2 separate regions of the Mus musculus genome follow, and region 2 is linked to region 1. The links are chromatin contacts, called in public HiChIP or PLAC-seq maps. All regions are on one chromosome and are shown on one strand. Each heading gives the region's core, a stretch centred on a gene start, on an enhancer-like site or on the middle of the called end of the contact. The rest is flanking DNA. Distances are from core to core; before and after follow the strand shown. Region 1 overlaps Nfia (nuclear factor I/A). Region 2 overlaps Nfia (nuclear factor I/A).

Region 1 (4,483 bases), core at 209-2,708:
TCACTTTTCTCTGTGAGCCACATGTTAAAACCTGCCCTGTCGAAATGAAGGAGTCAAGCCCTGGAGAAGACATTATAGGCAAACGCTATATTGGAAAGAGCTCAAGAAACTTTTGAGCCTATCAATGATACTATAAAGGGAAATGCATGGGTGCTGACACCTTAGGTGCCCGAAGTACAGAGCAGAGGCAAAGCACAGAGGTCCACAAGAGAATTTACCCACTCCATGCTATAAAACAGAAACGCCTGTGTCCAGTGTGGATGCCTCCTTTCTCTGGGCTCTTCTGCTGGGCTGCCCAGTACATCCCACTTAGCCTTCACGATGCCCCAGATATTTTATGGAACAAGAAGGGGAATGCCTGCTCATCTGTCCATCCTTCCTCGGTTAGCCTACTGCTTTCTCTTCCTTTTGCCATCACACATGGCTTACGTTGCCTTATGCTAGCGACGTCTGGCTTCCATGGTAGTCAGTTGTGTGTGAATTCATCTCTACCAGGCTGTGTTTTCTTGAACACTGGGACCATGTTTTCTTAGTGCTTCTGACAGCTCTTTGTAACAGTGAATGCTCAATAACTGGTATTCAGACTGACTTAAAGAAAAAAAAGAGAAAGAAACAGAAGGAAAAATGTAATTTTGGTAGGATCCAGGTCTTTTAATGGTTATTGGACATTTAGAAAAATGTTTTGACCATTTACCAGGCTCCAGTTGGGCCACTTGGCAGTGAAACCTGTGTTAGGGTAGTCTTTTAAGGGTGCACACTTGCTGTGGACTGAGAATTCCCACTTCGACAAGAGAGCCCTCAGTTTTGCCCTGATGTTTTGCCCCTACCACTATATATCCTAGGAGTTGTTTGCTGACACCACACACCCACGTTTCTAAGGTGAACTGGAGTGGGGGCTCTTCTCTGTCTGGACTGCCCTAGTAATGTGCTATCTGCTTTTCTGCTGCCATCCTTGAAGAGGGTCTGATAGAGAGGAGCTCCTCATTACTCAGCTGTCTTAGGTTCTCGATTCCACAAGGGCTAAAAAGATCAAAATTAAAATTGGGTTTTGATGGGTGAACAAGGTCCAGTCGTCTGGGGGACTAGAAATTACTCAAGTTGCTTCACATCCAGTTTCTAGAAAGCAGTTCTGGAATATAGAATTTTCTATGCACAGTCTCATCCATGCATCTATTTGTAGTTAGAGTATTCGTGTAAGATAATTCTGACATATGACATAGCAGGAGGACGTTCTAGGGGAAAATAATAAGAGGTCTTTCTGTGCAATCCTGGATGGGTAAGCTTCAGGGTGTGTGGCTTCATCTTCATTCCTTAGAAGGCAAAGGAGTAAAAAGGCACTAACATCTGGTTTCATCTCTAGCTCTGAGTGTCTGTGCTATATTTGCTATAGCTCACTGTGGCCCTTGAGTTGATGTGGTTACTGAAGATAAAGAAGCTATTTGGAGACTGGACACTGACCTTGACTTTGGTAGAACAAACCCAGCTGCTTCTCTTTCTTCCCATCCATCCTGTTGCTGTGTGAACATTCTTCTGACATATGCTCAGCGATGCTGCAAACATTTAGGCCAAGCTTTTTTCTCTTTTATAATTTGCTCAGTCCATCACTTCAATGACTCTTTCCTGAGACTTACCATTCTGGCCAGGAGGGCTGTATTTTATTGGCTCAAATACTCTTTACTTTATTGACAAAGCTTAGTAGTGGTGGGCAAATACTTGGCCATATCAGTTGATTTAAATCCCAATGTAAAATATAAATGTATATTGTTGTCAATTTAACTAGGTTATAATGGCTACCCATTCTGCAGATGAGGAATTGGAAACACAGATACATGAATAAGTTTACCCAGGATCATACTGGTAGGATAAAGGTTACAGAAGTGGATTTGAGCCCAGGCATTTGCAATAGTATATTTATATGCCAAAGAATGTTAGTAAGGCCTGGACCATGTGATGGAGAGCAGGCCTTAAACTTGTCCACACATGACCCCCTTTTTACCCAAGAAAAATTTACATCATCTGGCTGTATTAGTATATCAAAAGATATATAACCAAAATTTCACTTATAATTAATTATAATTTCAACAATTCCTTGACAAATTTATGTGTGTGTGTGTGTGTGTATGTGTGTGTGTGTAATTTCACATTTACTAAAGATAAAAATCAAATCTGTATACTAGTGAGATGGAATTGCTTTTGTGTTTTTACATAAAGAACTAAATCTTACTGAGTGTGATGTAGATGCAAAACATCTTCAGTAATTTCAAGTTGATTGAGATTTTGGTTTTATGATCATCAGTGCTAAGAGTTCCGCTTTCCATAAATACACATGTTAAAAGGCAAAAGTGTGTTGAGGACCGTTTTAGAAACTGTTGGTAGTTCTCTCCTAATCCCAAGTCAAATTCATTAAATGATTTATGAAATCCAAATTTGTTTTCCACTACGTTTCTATAGGAGTGGGCAATTTGTATGCACAGTCAAAATGCTGGGATTCATAATACACGGTAGCCTTTAATCTGAGCTGCAGTGTTTCAGTGTCCCCTGATGTTGTGTGTGTGACCATGATTGCAGTGCAGAGTGGGCATGCAGTGTGATCCTTCCATGTTACACATGGTGAGCAGTGCTAGAAATGCCTCACATTTATTACGCATTTTACTTGAGGTAATTTTTGGTTATTGTGGGTTTTTTTTCTCTTTTTGACAAAGTTTTTTCGAACCCCACGTTCACTGATATAACTCCTAGTCGGGTTGCAACCCATACTTTAGGGAGCTGGTGTATAGAGTGTGTCCGTTTTTCTGAAGTCCTTTGAACAGATTTCTCTTAGAGCTGTATTTTATCATCTTGGTGTTTGTTTAAGCTTAGACATGATACTTTCTCATGGATATATTAGTCATACTGTCAAAGTGTCGTAGATTTTAGAATCAAGAATATTTGGAGCTGCTGGCCAAGAGTTTGCTACTGGATCCAATTCTTTCATTTCTAACAGTGAAAGCAGGGATAGAGAAAGCTATGAGACTAGGCAGAGCTGGCCCTGACTGAGCTGAAGAATGGCTCAGTGGGCAGAGTGCTTGATACACAACTGCAAGTTTAGGTACCTGGAACCCATATACATGCTGTGTGGGTACAGCATCCCTCTCTAATTCCAGTGTTCAGAAGGTAGAGGCAGGGGATCCTGGAGCAATCTTGTTAGCTAGATCATCTGTATGAGTTCAATTGAGAGAGCCTACCCCAGTGAATAAGGGAGAAAGCAATCAGGGGAGCTTTCAACTTCAACCTCAGGCTTCCATACCCATGTACACACATGTACCTGCACACATATGTGCCCCCACACATGCAGACACACTTAAATACACACATAACACAGACACATACATGAAAAAAGAGACTTGTGGTCTGGTGTTCCCCAGGAGCCTCAGCCATGACACAATCATGGGCTTCTATAGGGTCCCAGATATTTATGATATTCAGCAACTGCCTCAGAATGAGGTCTTATTCTTTTTCTCCTTTGTAACTTTTAAGACACAAAACTCATTTGTATAATGCTTTAAAATGAATTCAAATGTTTTCTTTTCTAATATTTCATATTCACAGAGAAACAGTCTTGCCAGCCTCCTGAGTATGCTCACCTTGGGGAGAAATCTCTTTCTGAGATGCCCCCACAGTTGTCAACAGCCATGTAATAAAGGACGAGCGACAAAGACCACCCTTGTGCTCGCAGCTAACTCCCAAGGCTTGTTTCATTGTAGTAACCTTGACAGAAATATAGAAGAATTTCCACAGGTTTTGATCTGAAGCCTATGGCTGACACTTGAGCTTTCATGTCTAGAAGGCAGTCTGCCGATTCTCTTTTACAATCATGATAGTTTTTGCCAGGGGGCCTCATAGATGCATGTTGTCTCCTCTCTATGTGCATCCTTTGATGCAATGGAGAATCTTCAACATTAGACATTAAAAGTATTTTTGAGATGCAAGGTGTAGGCTACTCATAGTGTATAGCTCTGGTCCCCTCTGCTTAGTCAGCTGAGGTGAGAGAAACTGCTAAGACCATTAGTTCAAGATGGATGGCTAGACTGGCTCAAAACAAAAAGTAGCAAAAGATGTACATTATGTCCCAGGTAACAAATAGGTTCATTGACTATTTACTAAGGCAAGGAGAGGAAGACTTAGAGCTGTCCATTTCACTTCTGCCTTTTGGAACTATTACTATCTGTTCATTTTTGCTCTCTAAGCCCACCCATTGCAACACACACAAACACACACACATGCAAACACTGCTCTGTAATCTGTATAATGTTGGTTTTGGATAAACACCCTTGCTATTCTGGGTGTTATTAAAAATACATCTTTAGTTGTGCATCTAGGACTAATGGGGGTTAGAAAGTAGACACAAGGAAAGAAAATCATTATGACAATCAAAAAGGCCCCCAGTGGTCTAGACTGTGGAGATGCTGGGATTTCCATCTCATGGGAGGGAGGGGACCTGCTG
Region 2 (5,131 bases), core at 488-2,987, 220 kb after region 1:
TCCTGTCCCAAGAAGAAAGATGCCGAATCCTCCTTTAGTGAGTGCTCTCAGACTTGCTGCGTTTTCAAGTAACGAGATTAAAGGGAAATGCCACAGCAAAGGAGCCTTTCCTCCTATTGCCTTACCCGGCTGAGGCGATTGGCAGTTCTCAGAAGTTTAGGAAAATCCAGGAGCACCTCTGTGTGGGCGGTTGTCACACCTGTCACCACCAGTGTCTTCAACTACAAACTGACAGATAGAAAACTTGGCAAAATGGAGTAATTTCTTATTGCTTACAACTGTTTCTCTACTATATTTCTGCAGATCGTTTACTAAGAGACCTCATTCAAAAAAACAGAAAGAAAGAAAGAAAGAAAGAAAGAGAGAAAGAAAGAGAGAGAGAGAGAGAGAGAAGTTCGTGTGTGGTTCCCCCTAACTGACTTCCCATTCTGGAAGCCCTTGGTCAAGTAGCTGGGTTAATTGTCATGAAGATTAGTGAGATGTTGAAATAAGTACTAATGGTCAAATTACAGGAGTGAAAAGTGGGAGAATAGGTTTTGGTTTGGACCTGAAAGGGTTAATTAAGGTTTTTTCACGGGTTATTAAAGACCCCCAACCCCTGCCTTAGGAGTCATATTGACAGCCCACCACAGGGCAGCTCAGCTCCTCTATTGACATGTTGCTGGTAGGAGCACAATAGCCCCAGTATCTGCAAATCATTGCTAAAATCATCTCAAGGAAAAAAAAGTTCCCAAGCTTTAACATTAGACAAAAGCCCGGGAGTTGCAGTGTGCAGCTCAAAAACCCAGAGTCAGCAACTTCTATTGATTAAAAACTAACCTTTAAAGTAACTCTGAGAGCGTGTGGTTAGCATTTAAATTTAAACATGTCGTGAGTTGATTTGTGTTACTGAATACCAACTCAGAAGGAGTAACATTCACAGTGCGGTTTTTTTTTCTTTCTTTCTTTCTTTTTTTTTTTTTTTTCTAACTCCCTTAAGCAGCTAAAGTATTTCATGAAATGTCAAAAGGGCAGAAAGAAAAAGGGGAGGGGCCAATGCGGGGCCTCATCGTTTTCTTTCCCAGGCAAATATTCACCCCCCAAAAGAAAAGTGTGGAGAGCGAAACACAATAATTAGTCCTTTGTCTAACTTTCTCAAATGCCAAAGAAAGACAGATTAATTAAATATACAACAGTGTTGGTTTTTGGAGCGGGGGTCTAGCTTGCTGGGTAGGTCATAAATTAGGCAGAATAAATACTTCAGTGTGTTTGCAGTGGGCCTGCTACGTCAGAGCCACTGGAAGGTTGGTGGGAGGAGAGTGGCGGGTTTCTTGCTAATGATAGTCACGTCTGGGTCTGTCTGGTTGCTAAGAGCAACCAGACATGATGTAACACCAGGATGAACTTGAACTTGGGGGACTTGAAAAGAGAACAATAGCCCAGAGCAATCAATAAAGCCTATTTCAGTGAAGGGTTACAGAGCTGCTCTGGGGTAACCTTGTGGGCGAGGCACACACTGAATAGTAAGATGTGTGAAGAAACTTTTTTTTTCTTTGCTTTGCTTTGCTTTGCTTTGCTTTGCTTTGCTTTGCTTTGCTTTGCTTTGCTTTGCTTTGCTTTGCTTTGCTTTGCTTTGCTTTGCTTTGCTTTGCTTTGCTTTGCTTTGCTTTGCTTTTTAGCAGAAGTATGTACAGGGCACTGCTGATTTTTGTAATGTCCTGAATGCAGAAACTACGGGACGGAAAACTGCTCCCCCTGGTGACTCGCCAGGTCCCAGGCCTTTGCTTCAGGACTGCCACACTGAAGAAGTCCAGAATTTCACAACTGCCTTAGAAAGCATGCAAACAGATTGGGAACAGCACTTACCACTCAGTTTGAGACTGTTCTGTATAAGAGCAGATATGGAAAGTGGATCTGCGTCAGAGATCAGGAGAAACTTAACGCAGACACGGTTTGCGGTCTGCTTCCCTCCCCTTTCCTTCTTACTGATCTTTCTTTTGTCCACTTAGATTTAGGCCATGCATACTTGCCAGGGTGATTTCTTTTCCAGATATAAGCAGCTTTATTGGGTTCTCCGAAGCGCATGGTCAGAGAGTAAAAGTCTACAGGATGAGTAGTTTTGTGGTTTGAGCTAGGAGTTTTTGTTTTGTTTTGTTTTGTTATAAGCGCCTTTGGAAATCAAAGGTACCTTGTGTGACCAGGAAATTTTACACCATGCCTCCATGGAGCTATCACTTAGCTATTTATCCCTGGGATCAAAGGAGTCCCGACTTTCCCCTAATTGAATCTCCCCGACAAGAGTGAGCTTTAGCCCTCACCTCCGGAATCAGTTCCGACTGACTCAAACCCTGGTGATGTTTTCAATGCAGAACTCACAGCCTCGAAGCTGGTAGGTTTTCTGATGAAAATACTGAATTCTTCAGAATACTTAGAAGAAAGTTGGCAAAAAAAAAAAAAAAAAGTCATACAATTTTTAGCCTCACTTGAGTTTTGAGATTGGTCTATAGTTGCTCATTTTGTTAAGCGAACTCTCTGTGTTGACAAAGAATGTTTCTGAAAGGGACATAAGACTGGCTCCACAGCTGGCAGAAAGCTCCAAGGGCACATTGAGTAGACAGAAACATGAACGAGAACTACAGTGGTTTCATTTCCCCATGAACACAATGGTGCTTCATAAGGTGCCATCTTATTTTATTATGTATCTTTTCTAAGAAAAGAATTTTAAATATATGCCATTGAAAGGATTTGCACCTGGCCGGGCAGTGGTGGCGAATGCCTTTAATCCCAGCACTTGGGAGGCAGAGGCAGGTGGATTTCTGAGTTCAAGGCCAGCCTTGTCTATGAAGTGAGTTCCAGGACAGCCAGGTCTATACAGAGAAACCCTGTCTCGGAAAGAAAAAAAGAGAGAAAGAGAGAAAGAGAGAAAGAGAGAGAGAGAGAGAGAGAGAGAGAAAGAGAAAGAAAGAGGAGGGGAGGGGAGGAGAGGGGAGGGGAGGGGAGAGGAGGGGAGAGGAGGGGAGAAGAGGGGAGAGGAGGGGAGGGGAGGGGAGAGGAGGGGAGGGAAGAAAGGATTTGCACCCATCATGAGGAGCAAGGGGAGAGGCCAGTCTGACTTCCCACCCCCCACCCCCTCCCAGGTCACCAGTGAGTTTTCCACCAGACCTTTCTGTTTTAACTGCTATCATGGGCCACCTACAGAATGTTGTGTTTGTACATTTAGCACCTGTCCTTAGCACCTACACCTCACTGAGAAATATATTGAGAAAGTCATGGAAATAGCTATTTGCTGCAGCCCCAAGCTCACACTTCAGCCACTCCATCGAATTTGCTTGTCTTTCTTGAGCCCTCCCAGGCATTAAGCTAGGTACTAATAAGATAGCCAGGTTCCTTGCCCTCTTCTAATTGGCTCACTACAGGGTTACAAAACCTGCCATGTGACCAGAAAGACGGCACCTGGTAAGATATATGCAAAGCATTGGCAAAGCCCACAAAGGCAATGAATTTTAATGTCAGAGGAATAAGATAAATTTCAGTGGCTTGGGATTTACTGTCATCCCTCGACCACATGAACTCCCAAGGTAAATTCTGATCCCATGGTTAAAAGAGCAACTTTCAAAATAGTTTTACAATATTGAATGCTTTTTGTTTTTGTGCACTGGATCACTGTGGGCCTTGCTCATACTAGCCAAGAGCTACCCACGAGCCACTACACCCAGCACTACACCTGCATTTTAATTAGACTTTTCTTTTTGTCTTCCAGTCCTGGTACCTGGGATAAAAGTTGCAGCATCCCACCATCCTCCAGACAGACCACCTGACCCCTTCTCAACTCTGTAACATGGACGCAACCTCAACCCGGCGCAGTTACAACTTCACTGTCAGTGGAAGGGGAGCGAAACCAACTCGAATCAACTTATACATGGAAACAGCAAACATCGTGGTCAAACAGCAAAGGCCATAACTTTTTGGGATTCTTTTTTTTTTCTTTTTTTCTTTTTTTCTTTTTTTTTTTCTTTTTTAATACTTTAGGGACTGTCGTAATTTCTCATGGTGCTGGAAATGGTTGGGCTGTGTGACATTTGAAGTGTTTCAGTGGTGGCGTGAGCAGTAGGTGAAGTGGTTGGTGAAGGATGAGCCTCGCTCGTGAACTTCCTGTGGTAACACTTGGGAGCCTGGCCTTTTCCCAGTATTTCCTGAATTTGCCCGTGCAGGTGTGTGACCCTCCCTGAGCATCTGGAGACACCTGGAGCATGAAACCTTCTGTAATCGCTGAGATCTGTAACTTACAGGACACTCAAAGGGCAATGGTTTTTTTTGGGGGGGGGGTTGTTTTTTTGGTTTTTTTTTTTCTGTAACATATTAGGGAAAAAATGCAGTTAAGTTGATCTTTCTTTTAATTTGGTTTGGTTCAGCAGTCAGCAGTTACATACATAACACAACCCGCAAGGACAGTGAATCCGCTCCTGTTGCAGAGCAATTTCCAAAAAGACGGCAAAGACTACTACTATCAGTTTGGTTGGGTTTTTGTTTTTTTGTTTTTTTTTTTTTTGTTTTTTTTTGTTTTTTTTGTTCTTAAGTTTTGAAATGCTGCACTTACATTTAAAAAAAAACATTTTTCAACAATTTCAACAATGACACAAAAATTCACATGGAAATGGGGAAGATGGTCTGTTTTGACAGAAACTGACAGGAATCAAAACAATCGAATTTTGAATTGAGTGAAGTGCAATTTCATTGGATAGCTAAGTATCTTTGTAAGATAGAGATTGTTGAAAATTCTATTTTTGTTTTTCAAGTCCTCCCACCCCAGGACTCTAAATTATTGGGGTAAAAAACAGCCTTGCAAGAAAAAGGGGAGCTATTTTTGCTTTTTATGTTTTTTATTGTTAAACTTGTATCCCTTTAAAAAAAAACCGAAGGAAAATTTAAAAAAACAAAAAAAATACAAAAAAAAAATACAAATCTAATGGTGCTTTTACCACAATATGTTAACTACATTAAATGCTAATTAATTATTTTCTGTTATCAAAGCACATAACTCAAATGAAATCATGGTATCTGTTAATTTTATAAGCTAGAAATCACTATAATGAATTATGCCAATTCTGAAAAATTTTACACATGTATGGCAACACCTGATCTATCGGTTATC

What was found. HiChIP or PLAC-seq counts read pairs in DNA pulled down with a chosen protein or histone mark.
Region 2: a contact with region 1 is called in an H3K27ac HiChIP or PLAC-seq map of heart atrium, with 10 read pairs. The contact joins two enhancer-like sites. A contact is called at or near these places in 9 of 484 Hi-C or Micro-C datasets (DN3 thymocytes, the HL-1 cell line, brain and 3 more), 4 of 115 datasets of contacts at active chromatin or transcription factors (cardiomyocytes, embryonic fibroblasts, heart atrium and 1 more) and 2 of 9 other capture datasets (adipose tissue and embryonic stem cells).

Annotation. Positions count from the first base shown.
Region 1 is chr4:97,885,968-97,890,450 of GRCm38.p6, forward strand. The region is part of intron 2 of Nfia (nuclear factor I/A); the gene reads left to right. Among named protein-coding and RNA genes, the nearest start is that of Gm19417, 19 kb to the left of the region's middle. Within about 2 kb of position 1,459, at least 6 of the 459 cell types and tissues checked have an H3K27ac peak or open chromatin away from gene starts, as enhancers often do. A contact at or near this core is called in heart atrium, where this site is marked.
Region 2 is chr4:98,107,479-98,112,609 of GRCm38.p6, forward strand. Nfia (nuclear factor I/A) reads left to right here. Exons shown (of 11, transcript NM_010905.3): 11 at 3,740-5,131. The coding sequence ends at 3,757. Among named protein-coding and RNA genes, the nearest start is that of Gm34784, 16 kb to the right of the region's middle. Within about 2 kb of position 1,738, at least 126 of the 459 cell types and tissues checked have an H3K27ac peak or open chromatin away from gene starts, as enhancers often do. A contact at or near this core is called in heart atrium, where this site is marked.